Regions from separate parts of the Sus scrofa genome. Here all the other regions are linked to region 1. A link is a contact called in public Hi-C and HiChIP or PLAC-seq data. All regions are on one chromosome and are shown on one strand. The core of a region is the stretch at or near the end of the contact, and the rest is flanking DNA. Distances in the headings are between cores, read along the strand shown.

Region 1 (4,534 bases), core at 1,922-4,421:
GGATGAGAGACAGGGGCAAAGATGACAAATGACACAAATAAAAGCAATGGCTAGATTGAAAATGTACCACCTACCAGAAACAACTAAAACTCATCTTCTCATTTTGCAGTTCCATAAAATGAATCAAGGCAGAAAATAGCACACTTTTACTTTAATGTTGCAGAAAATCAGTGGATGCATGAAAAAGGAGAAATTGACGACTTGGCTCCTACTTGTGGCATGGCAAACATTAAAAAGAAAAAAAAACATACTTGCTAAAGCCAACAGTAAGTTAACTATCCAGATTCCTTCGAATAACAGTTTCAAACCCCAGCAAAAGGTCAACAAATGACCGAGGTCTGAAGTCTCATTACCACAGAATTCGATCTGCATTTTGGAAGAGACATGCCACTCGGGCAGAGGACACACCTCAGCTACCAGCTGCCTGACAGCTTCTGTGCTTTCAGAACTTGTTCTAATGCCCTTGGCCGCTGATCACACCCCCTTTCTCCCTGCTCTTGAAAACGGGGTCGCATGTTTTGCCTCAGTGAGCGCCAACCCCTCTCCTAGGCATGGCAGACGCCACACGGGTGGGGGGGGGTGGGCTCAGCTGCTGGGCAGAAGCAGGAGGAGAGATTGGAGACACTGATAATTAACACTCTGGGACAATTTTGAAATGCCCCATCTTTTTGCCCTCCCCGCCTCCACGCTAGTGAGCTTTAAGCTTCATCCCCCGATGCTGTTCTCAACCTACTTCGTTTTCATGGCCTCTCTAAAACTACTGCTGCCAGTTTCGGAGGAAATTTAAAAGTGCATCCTCACCGTAAAGCTCTAACACAACAGCCTCTCTCAAGGACAAAAGGCTCAGTGAAGAACTCCAGTTTTCCTAGAAGGCAAAATCCTCAGTCCATACCTACCCTTCTCCGTCTCAGGAGGCCCTGGTCAGGGCGTGGGTGTCACAGACATGCTTACTTCAAGTTCTGGTAGTGATGGTACCTGGTAATCCACAAAGACAAGGACTTCCCCTTCTTTTAGGCATGATACGTGGTATGCTTGGGTCATCTTATTTTTTTGCATTAAAAAAATAACGGCTCAGAAAAAAAAATTTTAAATACTAAACAAGCTGTGATTCTTTTTCCTTTTTCAGATATTTTCTGGTCTCATCTATCACCTCGCAAACATTTTTAAAAACACCTAGACCATGAAAGTTAAACAAATACAACCTACCACAGCACGCTGAGATACGGTCGGGAACACTCGAGCCCGTTCAGAATGACAACTTTTTCTATTACTGTTTAACCGGAGTGACATGTAGGACTCTTTGTTTAAAAAGGGAAAGGCTTTTCACACATTGGATGTCTCCTTACAAATGACGAGCCACCTAGGCCATTACTTTTTCCCATTCTCTCAGAAGCTGCCCTTGGTATCCTTAAACGCACTCTGAAACTGTGGTATCACCTTCGTTAGGATGTGCTTTGTGCACATTCTCAGACGCTGCAATGCCCATACTAAGGCAACACATCCCAGAAGTTGGCAGCAATGCTATCAGCAAGAATTTGGCTTCAGAATCAGAAGTGATTCATCATACGTTCTAGCAGCAGAAAAACAACACACCGCTATTTTAATCCCTTGGTGCTTTCAAGAGGCGAAAAACAGTAAAATGATTAAATCACGAGCCACAAAAATCAGACCTGCTGTAACATTTGTAAAAACGTTATTCATTTTTAAGAGTTTCCAACGGATCACTCAGGAAACAACAGACTACTTACCTTATTTCCTAATATTTATGACAATGACAAATCAAGTTTTAACTTAATACCATTTCAGGAGACAAGGGGTGGTCCAAACTTCTGCAAAGCAGCATACTGAAATTCTAAATTTAGAAAAGCAAATTTCTCATTTGCTTTAGTATATAAAATCCCTCCCAGTGTTTCAAAAGTAATATACTTCTTTGGCCTTCCCTCTCCACTTATGAGATGACTCTAAAAGTCTAAATGAATGAGTGAGGTATTGTGTATATTACAACCCAACAGAGAAACCTGATACTGTGGGCGATTTCTTCAGAACACCCCCTCTCTGAGATATATATATAATTCCACAAATACTACTGGTCTAATATAATAATGAAACTCACTTATACTCTAATGCTCTATTTAATGAGCATGAAAGAAATCTCCATTCCGGATCATTCTCACTTCCTGAGTACATAGTGTGTTGATAATCGCTAGGATTAGCAACCAGTATGTCTATAGAACTATCCACGTAAATCTAAGGCTTACTGTAAATTTAACTAAAATTTGAAAAAAAGGCGGCGGGGGGGGGTGGAATTCTATTGTTGTAACCAAGTGCTCTGGGGCAGGCGGGGAGAGTGATCAAGAACTCCATCCTGTGCTCTTTGGGGAGCCCCTACCTTTGCAAACACTTCTTCGGTCTCCCTTCGTTTCCGTTTTCGGGGTCTCCGGTTCACTCGAACCCATTTCTCGACCTGAAGTTCGAAAACCATAGGGCATTTTAAATGCAGGACGGGTCCTGAGAGCCGCCCCTTAGCGTGAGAAAGAAACGATCGACGGCCTCGCGACGCAGCCGTCCTCCGCTTCACCTGGGGAGGCTGCAGGCACCTTTCGGGGCTCCCGAGGCCGCCTCCGCGCAGAGGGCCCTCGGTCTGCGGGGAGCCCAGGCCGTGACCTTCGCCCCGGCCGCTCCCGCAGTCACGGGCCCGCTTGGCCGCCCCCGCGCCGGTGCGCGCCAGAGCCCCGGAACAAGGGCCATCTTACCCACCAATGTCGCGCGTCGCCGCCAACCGAGGGCTCCGCGACAGGGATGCAATGCGGGACCCACTGCCCCGGGAGGGAGGAGAGCGCCGGGACCACGCCGCCCGCACTCACCTCTGCGCTCACTTGCCGAGCGAGCCCGCACTCCTCCCCGGCCTGGCGCTCCCTCTGCAGCGGCTGCGGGGGAAGGGGACAGAGTCAAGTTTACCCCGGGAGCCGCCCCAGCCTCCCTCCCCAGTGCCCCACCAACTCGGCGCGCCGCCCCCGTACCTCGCCCGCGGGAGGTGAGGGTGGGAGCCGGGCGCTGGAGTCCGCGCCCAGGGCCGTCCGCCCGGCCCGCCCGGCGGAGAGCGGCGGGCGCTCGAGGCCCGCAACACCTAAGGCGCAGCGCGGGCGGCGGGCGGCGCGGGGCCGGGGCGGCGGCGCGGGCGGCGGGCGGGCGCTGGGGCGGGGGCGGGGCCTGCCTTAAAGGTATAGGCGGCCGCACCGCCCTCCCGGCAGGTCGCCTCCGCCCCCGCCCCCGCCGGCGCGCCGGCTCTTTTATTGTTCTCCTTGCAAACATCTTTTTTCTTCTCCCCGCGTCCGGCCAGCGCCCGCGCTCCTGCGCCCTCCCACGCGCGGACCGACCCCGGGCGCGCACGCTTACCTTTCCACCCCCAACCCCTGCGGGCTGCTCGGGTGTCCGCGAAAAGGTTTCTTGGCCGCGGTGGGAGTAAAAGTGCTGTCCGCTGGCAGGAAAAAGGGCTGAGCGGGAGAAGCGCCCGCACCCCTGCGGCCAACCTGAACTCTCTCTTCGGGTCAGAAACCTAAGTGTCCAGATGGCCATCACGCAGGGAAAGGAACTTTCCTAATGGAGTTTTCTCCGGGAATGGATCAGACGCCATTAAGTACACGTTTTTCAATGGCCCCTCCGGCCTCCGGGGCGGTGGCAGGTGACCTCCCCGCGGAGAAGCTCGGAGCGCGTAAAAGGCAAACGCCGAGCTCCTTCAGCGAGTCTCGGGAGCTAATGCGCTCTGGCTAAGCGCTGCTGGCGCCGCTCTCGTCCATTCGGTGGACCCCCCCAAGCCGCTTGTAGAATTTAAAAAGGAGACAATGTCTTCCTAAATAGAGGGGAAAGTTTCCACTCAGTTTATAAAAGTGTGCGATACCCTCAATTTTTTCCGCGACCCCCAAAAGACTTTCCTTCTTCATCAGAAGTTGGCTGAACCAGCCTGGGGGGTGAGTGCTTGGGGAGAAGAGTCGGGTCGCACTCGTGTTTGCTGATCTTGACCATTCCTTTAACTTTATCGCATTTCTTTAAAGAAAATCTGTCTTGCCCTCTCTTTATTGCTACTTCATCCTTCTTTCAAGATCAAAAGCTTCAGATCAAAGCCAAGATCAAACTCACTACTTTAAATAGAAGCAACTTTGCCGTGGAGTATTTTACACAAAGGGGAGTTTCTTAATAGAGACATCAGAGTGAAGAACTTTATTTTATCCCTTCATCCCATATTCATAACTGGACTACTTAAAATTATACTGATGATGCACTTCTATTTCCTAAAACAAACAAAAGGGCTACTTAAATGGGAGATTTCTGACTTTGTTTCTCCCAGACTACCAAAAAACCTATGGAGAGTTAAATCAGCGTATTAACCATTATTAGCTAAGTGCTATGAATTGCATGCTCATTTGCTAAAGATTTTTCAAAGTGTTATGGAGTCTTTCTATACATAACGTACAAACCATCACATACAATTTTTCTACTGTAAGAGAAATGCCTAAAAATGGATAATGGCTTGCAA
Region 2 (4,020 bases), core at 672-3,171, 240 kb after region 1:
CTCCTGGGCCTCCTCAAAAGGTTCTCAAAAAGCCTCTCCACCACCTTCTCAAACTGGAAATTATTTAGGGGAGAAAATTCTTTGACTTCAATTGTTTCACTAATAAGATAGATGCATCAGATGTTGGTCTTGTCATTGTGCTAGCAGCTGCTACAAGATCCAAATAGACATTTTCATCTCCCAAACAGGACTGAAATTTTCCTTAAAGATGACTGTGTTTTTTGTAGGTATGATAAGGATTTGAAATGGGTAATTTTTCAAATTAGAAGTTTTGAAAATACTTATAATGAGAGAGTGTTAAAACAATTACCTTAATTCTTCATATACTATTCTAAAAAATTGTCCTATGAATGGTGTTGAAGATTCTCTTTTAAGGTAGGAAAAGTGGAAAGGAAAAAAGGAAGAATGTGATGGAGTATTTGTTCATGGGAGGAGAGAGACCTTTTTATTCTAAACCTGTGAAAAACTTGGCTAGTTATTTGTTTAGAAAATCATTTTTACAAAAAGAAAAAAAATAAGTGCAAAAAATCAAGATGCTGTAGTTCTTTCTACCTATCAATCATGCCTACTACTAGTAAGTTCAATACAAAACTTATGGAATATCATTGTCCTATTCTTAGAGAAGTCGGATAAACTCACTCCAAACACACCAAAGGCACAGCCATACCATTCACAAACACCCTGCTTCCACAGGGGCAAAAGCAGATTTATCTTTGCCGAGTTAAGCATCTTCCGGAATTTCTCATTTTTAAAGGGTTAGAGTTTCACTGAAAATTAAAGCAGGCATTTAAATTCTTCTTTCAAAAGCATCCACTTCATCTTTTAAACTTTTCTACTGTAGCTTAGACAAACAAGATGCAGCTTTTGGAAACATCAAATTGATACATGCTTTCATTTATGTATCATATTTCTTCACTCAGTTCTTCTGAGGCACCTGCTTCTTTCCTACCTCAAGCTTTTTTCTTTCTCTAGTAGCTATTCTCTCTCTTTTTTTCTTTTTTTTTTTTTTTTTTTTTTGTCTTTTGCCTTTTTCAGGGCCACACCCATGGCAATATGGAGGTTTCCAGGCTAGGGGTCCAATCGGAACTTTAGCTGCCGGCCTATGCCAGAGCCACAGCAACGCCAGATCTAAGCCGTGTCTGCAATCTACACCACAGCTCATGGCAACGCTGGATCCTTAACCCACTGAGCAAGGTCAGGGATCAAACCTACAACCCCATGGTTCCTAGTTGGATTCGTTTCTACTGTGCCACGATGGGAACTCCTCTAGTAGCTATTCTTAATTTCAGAACTTCTTGCCCAAACTATGTCAAGCTATTTCATTATTTTGGAACACCTCTGTATTACAAATTTTAAATGCTTGATGATATGTATAGGAACACGCATATATATGAATATGAATTTATAAGTGTATATACTATATATTTAATGTAATAAATATAATAGATATATAATTATAAATATAATAGATATGTAACAATAATAAATATAATAGATACATAACAATAATAAATACAGTAGACATATACAACATAGGTGAAGCTCCCAGTTTTGTTGCTCTTCCTCTCTTGGCTTCTTTCTCTAGTTTTTGGGTCTCTCTGCAAACCCCGACTTTTTTTCCTCTCACTACGTTTTAGATGCTGTATCTACGCGTTCTGGTTTTATGAGCTAGTGCCACCCTCCAGAATACTCATGGTGTGACTGTCTTTCCTTAGCTCTTTTCCGCTGTTGCTCAAGGGCGGGAACTGGCATCAGAACAAAGGAGACAGTAAGACGCCCTGGGCTGGTATGCACCAACACTGCCTGACCAGGGCCATGTGCCAGATCATGCCATGGCTTCTCAGGCTCTGATGCCACTGGGCAAGGCTTCAGGTTTCCTTCCCGGTAACATGGAACCGCCTACGGCACGGACTGGAGAGAATGACCTTCAAGATCACACTAGTGAACCAGGTAGAAGAGCGCCACCTACTGAACCCAGAACACAAGCACCTCCACAGGTTTTGAGGTTTTTGTCCCTGGTGGCTAATACATAAAGGAATACCTTTCACCAGATTGGCTACCCCAAGTCTCACCTGCATTCTGACCGCAATTAAATCCTAGGATAAACTAGTTCTCCTTAAACTTAAAATACGAAATGGATCGGCACACTGGACAACAAATCATTCTGTGCCAGACGGTCATAAGCATGCTTTAGGACTTCACTTCCTTGAGAAAAATCATGAATGTCAAGCTTAAGACAAAAAACCCATAGCAACAAGAATTGGTATACACATGCCTGCCAGAATCATCCTAATCCAAAAGAGATCGTGATGACTTCCCCGTATGCCAAATATGGTAAGTGCAACGCTAGAATGACAAGCAAGAACTAGTCAAAAGCAAGTTGCGAACAAAAGAATGAACTGACAAAGATTTAGAAAGTGCAGGGCATTATGTGAGACCTTACGAAGGATGTAGCAGAGCAGAGTACTGTCCTCCATCACCAGGGGTTTTCTAATCTAAAGAGAAAAGATGTACTCACTTCTGTACTCCTACCCCTGGAAACACATGTGTGTGTGTGTGTGTGTGTGTGTGTGTGTGTGTGTGTGTGTATTAGCCTGGAATAAAGTTTCCTCGGTTGGAGAAATAAGGAGCTCTCCCTACTTCGCATTCTCTCTTTGTGTAAACAATCATGACCAGTCCTACACGTCTTTTAATTTACCAGGTCCTTACACGTCATTCCTGGTTGCTTGCTGTGGGAGCAGGCTAAATAGTACTGCTTATTTGGAGCCATCAAGAGAGAAGAAAAGTTGGCTTTCAGTGGCACACCAGAGGGTCCAGACCCTGAAATCTTGGCTTTTCTCTAGACTTTCCATACAAAATCAAGACAGAATGTCAGGGAGCTGGTCTATTGGACAGGCTGGAGAGCAGCATTTTGCCCGGGATGAAGTAATGTCTACAGTCTCTTACTTTTGCATAGAAAAACAAAATCAGATCCTAAGCGAGGGCACATACAGCTTTTAACACCTTTCATTTGTTCATATGCTTCTTCTCCAACATTTGGAAGGAGCTTAAATTAGCCAGTCTTATTCATTCACTTGAAGCTTCCTAGGAAAAATATAAGCGGAATGTTCTAATTTTCTAGGAATTAGACTCTAAATTAGACCCTGAAAAAATAAAACAAAATTCAACAACAACAAATTACCAAATGGTGGAACAGGAATGTACTACATCGATTTTTTTTTTCCTTTTAAAAGATACTGAGTTTGGAGAAAAGGCATAAACTCTAATCAGAAGCAAAACTAAAGGAAAGACCCTGAAATCACTTTTGTTACTATCAGTGGTGATCTTAAATGCTTCTTCCATGAATATATTACTTCTGTCTGATTACAGAGAACACATTCATTCAACAAGTAAGTACTGAACACCTATTCTATACGAAACACTGTACTGGGCATTGGGTCTCTGGGCGTAATAGTTTAGCTATATTTTGGCAGGGAATACAGGCTGACAACAAGAGTCAGGCTAACATTTCTGTCTGCCCAAATGACATGATGGTGAGAAAGTTCAATAATAAAGGATAAAGGAGCCAAATAAGTCAATCTAAATCGGTTTTTTTTTTTTTTTTTTTTTTTTTTGCATTTTAGGGGCGTCCATGTGGCGTATGGAAGTTCCCAGGCTAGGAGTCGAATTGGAGCTGCAGCTGCCGGCCTACACCACAGCAACATGGGATCCAAGCCACATCTGTGACCTACACCACAGTAACACGGGATCCAAGCCACATCTGTGACCTACACCACAGCTCATGGAAACCCTGGATCCTTAACCTACTCAGCAAGACCAGGGATGGAACCCCCCCATCCTTATGGTTCCTAGTTGGATTCATTTCTGCTGAGCCACGACGGGAAGTCCGCCCAATCTAAATCTTGACTTAGCCTTGTTGAGAAAAAGGATAGAGGCTTCTCAGCTACTCAGATTTTATGATGGTCATCACACTACAGTCTAAACCATTAGCCTTCGTTTTTAAAAACAGCCAGGAGGAAT
Region 3 (4,477 bases), core at 1,722-4,221, 140 kb after region 1:
GGTAGGTTGAGAGTAAATGAGTAGAAAAAAGATATATCATGCAAATGTGAATTTAAAGAGCAGGAGTGACTATACTAATATCAACTAAAATAGACTTTGGAGCAAAGAAAAGTATGAGAGACAAGGAAAACTAATTTGCCAAGAAGATATAGCCACCCTAAATGTGTATGCACCAAACAACAGGGCTAAAAATTAAAAGTACATGAAGCAAAATCTGATAAAGCTAAGAGGAGAAATAGGCAAATCCATAATTGTGGTTGGTTACTGGAACACCCCATCTTCAGCAATTGAGAGAACTACTAGACAAAAAAATCAGACAGGATCTAGATGAATGACACAACACCGTCAACCGAGAAGATCTAATCTGACAATTATAGACTAATCTACCTAACAACAGCAAAATATATATTCTTTCCAAGCATCCAGGGAACATTTATCACGGTATATCCTGGACCACAAAACAAATATTAATAAATTTAAAAGAACTGAAATCATAAAGAGAAACTTATAAGAGAAAATCTCCAAAATTATACAACGCCCTATGAATAATCCGTTGTCAAAATGGAAGTCTTGAAGAAATTTTTTTAAAATAAGAACTGAATGAAAATGAATATATCAAAATTTATGAGATACAAATAAAACAGTGATTGAGGTAAATTTACCACACTGTTTATATTAGAAAAGAAGATACTCAAATCAATAATCCAAGTTTTTACCTCAAGAAACTAGAAAAAGAAAAGCAAAATAAACATTGCAAGCAGGAAGAAAAAAACATTAATTATAAATCAATTAAGCCTAATAATGTAAAACTCAAAATTAAAAATTAAATAATTCAATTAGAAAATTGGGCAAAAGACATGCAGACATTTCATTGAAGAGGATATACGGATGGCAAACGAGCACATGAAAAGATATCACTAAGCATTAGAAAAATGCAAATTTGGAGTTCGCATCATGGCTTAGCTGTAACTAGCCCAACTAGTATCCATGCGGATGCAGGTTCGATCCCTGGCCTTGCTCAGTGGGCTGAGGATCTGGTGTTGCCCTGGGCTGTGGTGTAGGTTGCAGATGCAGCAGGCATCCTGTGCTGCTGTGGCTGTGGCGTAGGCTAGCAGCTGCAGCTCTGATTGGACCCCTAGCCTGGGATCTTCCATATGCCGTGGGTGTGCCCCTAAAAAGCAAAAAAAAAAAAAAAAAAAGCAACTTAAAACCACAATGCAATGTCATTACATAACTATATGATTGGCTAAAGGAAAAAACAGTAATGTCACTAAATGCTGGAGACCGTGTGGGAAAACTAGACCACTTATATATTGCTGGCAGGAATGTAAAATGATACAGCTTCTCTGGCAAATAGTCTGGCAGTTCCTTTTAAAACTAAAAATAAACTTTATGATCTAGCAATTGTACTGCCTTATACATTTATCCAGAGACATGAAAACGTATTTTCATACAGAAACTTGACATGAATGTTCACAGCCTTTATTGGCAATAGCCAAATAGAGGAAACTATTCAAATGTCTTTCAGTGGTAAATGATTAAACAAACTGTGGTACATCCATATTATGGAATTCTACTCAGACATAAAAAGGAACAGATTTTTGATACACACAACAACTTGGATGAACCTCAAGGAAAAAAAAAAAAAACCCTAATTTCAAAATGATACATATGTAACATAATTTTATGTAACATTTGTGAAATAACATAATTATAAAAAAAGAGAGCATATTTTTGGGGGCCAGAGGATAAGCATAGGGGAAGGGGTGGGTATAGCTGAAAATGGGGTAGTATGAGTGGGCCCTGTGGTGATGGTTTCCTCAACTATCTTAGTTGTGATGGTGGTTACATGTGGTGGTGGTTACCATGATACACAGTGATGAGACTGCATAGAGGTGTAGAGTTACACACACACACACACACACACTCACACACACTCACACACACACACACACAAATGAATGCATGCATAACTGGTGAAATTTGAATAAACTCTGTGGATTGTACCAATATCAACTTCCTGGTTCTGACATTCTACTATTGTTATACAAGATGTTAACACTGGGGGAGGCTAGGTGACAGGTACATAGGACCTCCCTGTATGTTTCCTTGCAACTTCCTGGACTTTGTAATTATTTTGAAACAATATAAAAAGTAAACACAAACAATACATGCATGGCCTCAATTTATTCTATGATGGATTAACATTATATGAGAACTATGGCTGGACCTAGAAATTATCATGTTAAGTGAAGTTAGTCACACAATGAGACACCAACATCATGTGCTATCACTTATATGTGGAATCTAAAAAAAGAATACAATGAAATTTATGTGCAGAACAGAAACAGACTCACAGACCTTGAAAAACTTACGGCTAACAAAGGGGACAGGTTGAGGGGGGAGGGATGGACTGGGGGGTTGGGGTGGAAATGTTCTAAAATTAGGTTATAATGATGGTTGCACAAGTATAAATATAATAAAATTCATTAAATAAAAATAAAAGTACACACATACAACACATGCATGGTATCAATTTACTCTATGATGGATTAACATTATATGAGAACTATGGCCAAAAAAGTTTCAAGTCTCATTTTACGGAGAAGGGAATAAAATTCTAGTTGGTTGACACATCACCTCAGCTGTTATGGATAGACCTTCTTGCTCATTTTCAATTTTGCTCCTTTCCTTGTCATTAAAAATTAGTTATGTGCTACTATAATTAAAATAATGCTCCTTCTAAGATGTTCTATTAGGAAAAAGAAGAAAGTTTGGTGAGCAGACATAGTTTCAATAGTCAGTTAAAGCAAACAATGGCCTTATAATTATAAATTTTATAGTATGACAGATCCATTCCCAATAAAACCTGCTGCTCATTGCCTAATGAGGGAAACTCCCGGTGTTTACACTGGATTTCTCAATGGGCTTATTTCGCTTAAACATGAACTGCCTAGCTTCTTCCTGTGTGGGCTGAAGTTCAAGAAAAGAGTAAACTTTGCCTTCTTTACTTCAGATGCAGGAACAGTGCCCTGTGCATAGGTCCATCTGCGTGTACTTGCCCTAGGGCAGGAAACACAGGACTGAACTACCTCACTGATTTGGTCATCCAACATAACTTGCAGCAGAAACTCAGGACAATTCAATAGCAATGAGACAGACGTGGTGCAAGCCTTTCTGACACTCTCAGTCTAGTGGGAACCTCTTAATATGTCTAGGATGTTAGGGCCTATATCATTTCATTTGATCTTTAATATGATTTATGAAGTACACAGTATAAGCCTCATCTTACAGGCAAGAGAGGTGAGGCCCAGAAAAATCAAATGACTTCCCCAAGATCATAAAGTGCCAGGACTTCTAACTCAGTCAAATCCAGTGCTTGTTCCTCTGTACCATGGAATTTCACCTGGCGTGGATTTAACTTATGTGAATTAAATCACACCCACTCATAATAAAAGACAAATAATTTAAGTCATACCATGACACAAACACTTGCATATTTCATCACTGACTGTATATTAGTCTATATTACATATTTATACTACTAAACAAATCCACATACACTATATTTTGTGGGTACTTAAGGGGTTTTAAAGATAACTGCAACTATGAGATTTCAGACTTATGAATTTAATTTAATATGTTACATAAACCCTGTGTAAAACTGTCTCCACTGTCCCATAACAATTCAACCATGCTAAGGAACAAAGAACAATCTTACTGCAGGAAATCTGTCTAAATCCCTTCACTAAGAAAATCTTGCATCTAGTTTTTGCTTCTCTTAATTCTAAAAGTAATATATTTATCATGGAGAATTTGAAAAGAAAAAAAACCATTTCTAATTCTGAAATGCAAACCATTGCTTTTGGAATGGATAAGCAATGAGATCCTGCTGTATAACACTGGGAACTATATCTAGTAACTTATGATGGAGCATGATAATGTGAGAACAAAGAACATATACATGTATGTGTAACTGGGTCACCTTGATGTACAGTAGAAAATTGACAGAACACTGTAAACCAGCTGTAAGGGAAAAAAATCATTAAAATAAAAAAAATAATAAATAAAAAAACATTTCTATTCTGGATTTTAAAAATGATCACAAACTTACTTCCTTGAATATATAACATGGACTGGTAGGATAATCTACATCAAGAAAATTAGTAAGGGCTTCATCTCCAAAATATACAAACAACTCATACAACCCAAACAACCCAATTGAAAAATGGGCAGAAGACCAGAATAGACATTTCTCCAAAGAAGACACACAGATGGCCAACAAGCAAATGAAAAAATGCTCAACATCACTAATTATTGGAAAAATGCAAATCAAAACTACAATGGGTACCACCTCACACAGGTCAAAACGGCTATCATTAATAAATCTACAAATAACAAACACTGGAGAGGGTGTGGAGAAAAGGGAACCTTCCTACACTGCTGGTGGGAATGTAAATTGGTACAACCACTGTGG
Region 4 (4,289 bases), core at 301-2,800, 160 kb after region 1:
TTCCAGGATGCTTGCCAATTCCAAAATCCAGGGTGCGCAGGTCTCTTATTTCTGTAAAATGGTGTAGTATGGCTGGCTCCCCTTATCCGCAAATACAGATGGCCGACTGTATTTATGAGCACATATTTTGTCTTCAGAATTAAACCCGCTACTCTAAGAGAATATAAAGAAATGCAAGACCAGGCTTTTATCCTTAAGACGTTAATTAAGCTCGCCAATGGAAAAGAACACGCAAGAACTGCAAAGCCCCCTTGCCCCCACTGACACGCCACCCCGAGGGAAGAGCGCACAGCGGCAAAGAACACGGAGGGAAAGCGAGGAAGTGAGACGGCAATTACGGAAGGAATTGGGAAACCAGCGGGCCAATGAGGACGAGGGTTCTCGGGGAAAGTTCCGGGGAGGAGCTGGCCCTTGAGGGGAGCCGTGTAGGAGGGGGCGGGACCTGCAGGGTCTTTGGAAACCAGGCTGGGTGTCCCCAGGGTGGGGAGCAACAGCAGGGAGACCCTTGTTTCAGTAATGAGCACAGCATGTTCAAGGAGATGGGAAGGAGGTCAACCAGATGTGTGGCCTCAGGAAACAGAGCCCTCCCTTGGCTCAGAATGTGGTCTCTCAGCCTTGAAGCGGGTCCTCGTAAAGGATGGCTTACCTCACCGTGCACCTCATCTTCAGGACATGAACCTCTGCTCCATGTTCTCCCTGGCTTGCATATAACACACCCCTCATGTGGCTTATGACTCTCCGAGGCTTCCTCGGGAGGCCCTCGGCCCAAGGCTTTTTCTTTAGAGACCCCGCTCAGGCCTCGACCCAGTAGCGACTTCTAGAGAAATCCCTACTGTGCAATAGGCACATAGGAAGCCTTGCTTCCATCCTCTGATGAGGCGTTTCAAATGGAGCTCTTAGGTGGAGGTAGCGTGATCTGCCTGCTCTGAAACAACACCAAAGCCATAGACTGACCAGTCATCGCTTCCGAAGAAGAGGCCAGGGAATTCGATTACTCACGAACTAACCACAATCACAGGATGAAGCAGCAGCTTTGCTAATAAGCTCCCTTTCAGCGGCTCCTCATAAACAAAACCATTGTTCGTGTTTTTTTGTTTTTTTTTTTTTTTAAATCAACCAACACCTCTGAGGAAAATGAAAGACATGGGCACAGCCTTCAACTGCGGAGCCTGTTTCGGGAGGGTAGGAAGTGTTATCACCACGGGGGAGCCCAGAGGAGGTGGATACATTAAAAGGATCCCTATGGAATCAAGGCCCAGCCGGTTTACTCGTGACTAAGGAGGCGGGGACGGGGGAGAGGGCCCCAAGTGTGACAAATGAAAGTGTTTTTCTACTGGCAGGTTGGGAGGAGAGAATAATCACTCCGGGGTCTGGTCTAAGGCAAATCAAACCAAACTTGACCCCTTTTCCAAAACGGGGCCCCCAACGGCTCCCAGGAATCGTCGCTGGCAGCCTGGTGGCGCAGGAAAGCAAGGACCAGCTGGGGGGGAGGCCTGAGTGCTGCTTCGGCTGTGCTGCCTGGATGCTGTGGTTGACCTTGGTATCTTTCTCCATAAACGAAGGGGGTCTGTCCCGAGACCCACACTGACTCCGACAGTGACTCTCTGCGGACGACAGGGGAGGGCACGGGAGAGAAGGAGATCCGATTGTCTCCCCTCCTCTGCTTGTCTGCCCAGCACCATCTCTCCATGGGCCCTGCGTCACATGAGTTCACCGGTTCAGAGACGGCCAGCCTCGGCCGAGCTCTCCTCCGAGGCTCGGCAAATTTCATGCTTCTTTGGTGACAGCAGCAGCTGCTGCTCCCCTCAAACCACATCCTTCCCCTTCGTCACGAGGCCTCCTCGCGAGCCACAGTTTGCCTTGGCCGGAGCTCCCTCTGCGTCAGCTTCCCCCAGAAACTGCCACCCATGTGCAGGAGTTCTAGTTCATCGACCTCTGTGAAGCCCATCCAGCTGGCCAGAGCGGGATACCAGGTGGTCAGGACCAAAGAATTCCACGGCACTGCAGACATATTAAAGCTGAAAGGGAGCACAGAACAATCCAGTCCCACCGCCTCCAATTTATACCTGGGGACACCGAGGCCCAGAGAGAGCTTTGTTTACTGCAAGGGGGCCTGGTCACATCGAGAACCTAAGCCTCCTGACTCAAAGGCCAGTTATGGTTTTGAAATGACCGCCTGAAAAAGAAGCTCCTCGTTATGGTGTGCTCGGTGCCAGGCACGGCACCAAGTGGCATTTTCTTCTTCTTCTTCTTTTTTTTTTTTTTTTTAAGGGCAGCACCCTCAGCATATGGAGGTTCCTAGGCCAGGGGTCAAATCAGAGCAACAGCTTTTGTCCAATGCCACAGCGACAGCAATGCAAGATCAGGGCCATGTCTATGACCTACACCACAGCTCATGGCAATGCCAGATTCCTGACCCAGTGCGTGAGGCCAGTGATAGAACCCACATCCTCATGGATACTAGTTGGATTCGTTTCCGCTGAGCCACAGCCAGAACACCCCCAAGTGACATCTTAAAGGTCAACATACACAAACCAGACCCAGGGTCTTTTTTCCAAATGTGCTCCTCCTGGCCTCCCACCTTCCTCAGTGGCACCCCCACCCATCCCGCTGCGTAGGCCAGGAACTTGGGAGTCAGCCTTGACACCTCCCTCTTCCTCACAACTCCCCCACAGGAAACTTGCAAGCTCTGTCATTTCTCTAGAGCATTTTCTCCACAATCACTATTTCCACCCTGGTTGAAGCCTCTTGCCTGGACTGCGGCCAAACCTGTGATCTCGCCATCCCACTGCCACCACGCCTGTCCCTGTCAGTCCATTCTCCAACCAGAGGCCAGAATAATTCTGTAAAAACACAAACCAGATCGTGTCACGCCCACCCCATTCCTACCCCGCCACTGAGTTAAACCCACCGTTTTCCTGATACACTGAGCATGAAGCTCAGGTTCCTGTGAGGCCCTGACTACTCTGACCTCTGATGGCATCTCCAGTCTTGTCACACCCCCAATCTCCCCACAGCTTCTGACGTCTAACACATCTTTCGGGATCCTCCGAAGTTCCAAGTTCTTTCCAGCCACAGCCTGTCCCTCTGCCTGAAATGCTTTCCTTTCTATTCCTAGCCCGGCTCACTTCTCACTGTCCTTCAGATCTCGGCTTAAACATTACTTCCTCAGATGGCCCTTCCCTAAGACCTTGTCAGGAGCCACTTCTTCTGCATGGCACTTGCCAATTTGTGGTATTACATTTTTGAGAGCGTTTAATAGCCATTTCCCCAACACAACTATAAACCTCAGGGGGACGGGGATCATATCTATTTGTTCATTATTGTAGCCAAAGAATTTAGTGGCAGGCACATGGGAGGTCCTAAGTAAACATGTGCTGAATGAATACATTCATGCTCTTAACCCTCATCAGATTATGTCAGGAGGGAAAGAAGACACAGGGGATATGGACGATGCATGAGCCCCGATCTTCATTGATTCGTTCTTCGGAACCAGTGAAGTCTGTGATAGGCTCAAAAATGCTCCTCCCCCAAAGATATCTACATCCTAATTCCTGAAACCTGTGAATGTTACCTCATACTGCAAAAAATAAATATGGAAGAAAGGGAGAAGGTCTTTCGAGAAGTGATTAAGTTAAGAATCTTGAAGTGGGGAGATTTCCCTGGATTATCCAAACAGTCTCTAAATGCAATCACACCTGTCCTAAAAGAGAGAGGCAGAGGGAGACTGACCCAGAGAGGAAACGGGGATACGAGAGCAGAACAGAGAGGCATTAGAAGATGCTGGCCTTGAAGACTGGAGTGATGTGGCCACAAACAGAAGCTGGAAGAGGCAAGGGACAGCTTCTCTCCTACAGCCTAGGGAGGGAGTGTGACCCTGCCAACACCTTGATTTCAGCCCAGTCACTCTGATGTCAGACTTCTGGCTTCCAGAACACTAAGATCAATTTCCATTGTTCTAAGCCAGTGAGTTTGTGGTACTCTGTTATAGCACATACAGAAACTAAGGCAGAGTCCATCACATTGTTCTGCTACAACGATAGCAACAGTTTATATCTGGAGAAGTTTTGCTTCCTCCCTGTGCCCCCATTTGCGTGGTGCCACATATTGTTCAACCACAGATAAACATGGCACCTCCATGCTCAGCATCATCTCTACTCTACACTCGCAAAGTCGACAGAATAGCGATGGAGAGAGGGAAACCAAAGAAACGACGGCCCACGAAGGATGAAAATGCTTCAAAACTCAGGAATTATGTCCAAACCAAAGTAAACAAGGTCTTAAGATTG

What was found. Hi-C and Micro-C count contacts between places; a contact is called where the count stands out from the background. HiChIP or PLAC-seq counts read pairs in DNA pulled down with a chosen protein or histone mark.
Region 2: a contact with region 1 is called in an H3K27ac HiChIP or PLAC-seq map of alveolar macrophages. The contact joins two enhancer-like sites. A contact is called at or near these places in 17 of 47 Hi-C or Micro-C datasets (alveolar macrophages, brain, embryonic fibroblasts and 11 more) and 2 of 2 datasets of contacts at active chromatin or transcription factors (alveolar macrophages and skeletal muscle).
Region 3: a contact with region 1 is called in a Hi-C map of liver, with 4 times the contacts expected there. The contact joins two enhancer-like sites. A contact is called at or near these places in 14 of 47 Hi-C or Micro-C datasets (adipocytes, embryonic fibroblasts, epiblast stem cells and 7 more) and 2 of 2 datasets of contacts at active chromatin or transcription factors (alveolar macrophages and skeletal muscle).
Region 4: an H3K27ac HiChIP or PLAC-seq map of alveolar macrophages shows a contact between it and region 1. The contact joins two enhancer-like sites. A contact is called at or near these places in 10 of 47 Hi-C or Micro-C datasets (adipocytes, alveolar macrophages, embryonic fibroblasts and 6 more) and 2 of 2 datasets of contacts at active chromatin or transcription factors (alveolar macrophages and skeletal muscle).

The regions. Positions count from the first base shown.
Region 1 is chr10:27,157,705-27,162,238 of Sscrofa11.1, forward strand. C10H9orf3 (aminopeptidase O) reads right to left here. Exons shown (of 19, transcript XR_002336299.1): 13 at 2,865-2,927; 14 at 2,390-2,464. Among named protein-coding and RNA genes, the nearest start is that of MIR23B, 80 kb to the left of the region's middle. Within about 2 kb of position 3,172, at least 57 of the 83 cell types and tissues checked have an H3K27ac peak or open chromatin away from gene starts, as enhancers often do. A contact at or near this core is called in alveolar macrophages, fetal skeletal muscle, liver and 4 more, where this site is marked.
Region 2 is chr10:27,396,505-27,400,524 of Sscrofa11.1, forward strand. The region is part of intron 3 of C10H9orf3 (aminopeptidase O); the gene reads right to left. Among named protein-coding and RNA genes, the nearest start is that of C10H9orf3, 74 kb to the right of the region's middle. Within about 2 kb of position 1,922, at least 33 of the 83 cell types and tissues checked have an H3K27ac peak or open chromatin away from gene starts, as enhancers often do. A contact at or near this core is called in alveolar macrophages, fetal skeletal muscle, omental adipose tissue and 3 more, where this site is marked.
Region 3 is chr10:27,294,355-27,298,831 of Sscrofa11.1, forward strand. All of the region lies in intron 5 of C10H9orf3 (aminopeptidase O), which reads right to left. Among named protein-coding and RNA genes, the nearest start is that of C10H9orf3, 180 kb to the right of the region's middle. Within about 2 kb of position 2,972, at least 11 of the 83 cell types and tissues checked have an H3K27ac peak or open chromatin away from gene starts, as enhancers often do. A contact at or near this core is called in alveolar macrophages and liver, where this site is marked.
Region 4 is chr10:27,315,716-27,320,004 of Sscrofa11.1, forward strand. All of the region lies in intron 5 of C10H9orf3 (aminopeptidase O), which reads right to left. Among named protein-coding and RNA genes, the nearest start is that of C10H9orf3, 150 kb to the right of the region's middle. Within about 2 kb of position 1,551, at least 36 of the 83 cell types and tissues checked have an H3K27ac peak or open chromatin away from gene starts, as enhancers often do. A contact at or near this core is called in alveolar macrophages, omental adipose tissue and skeletal muscle, where this site is marked.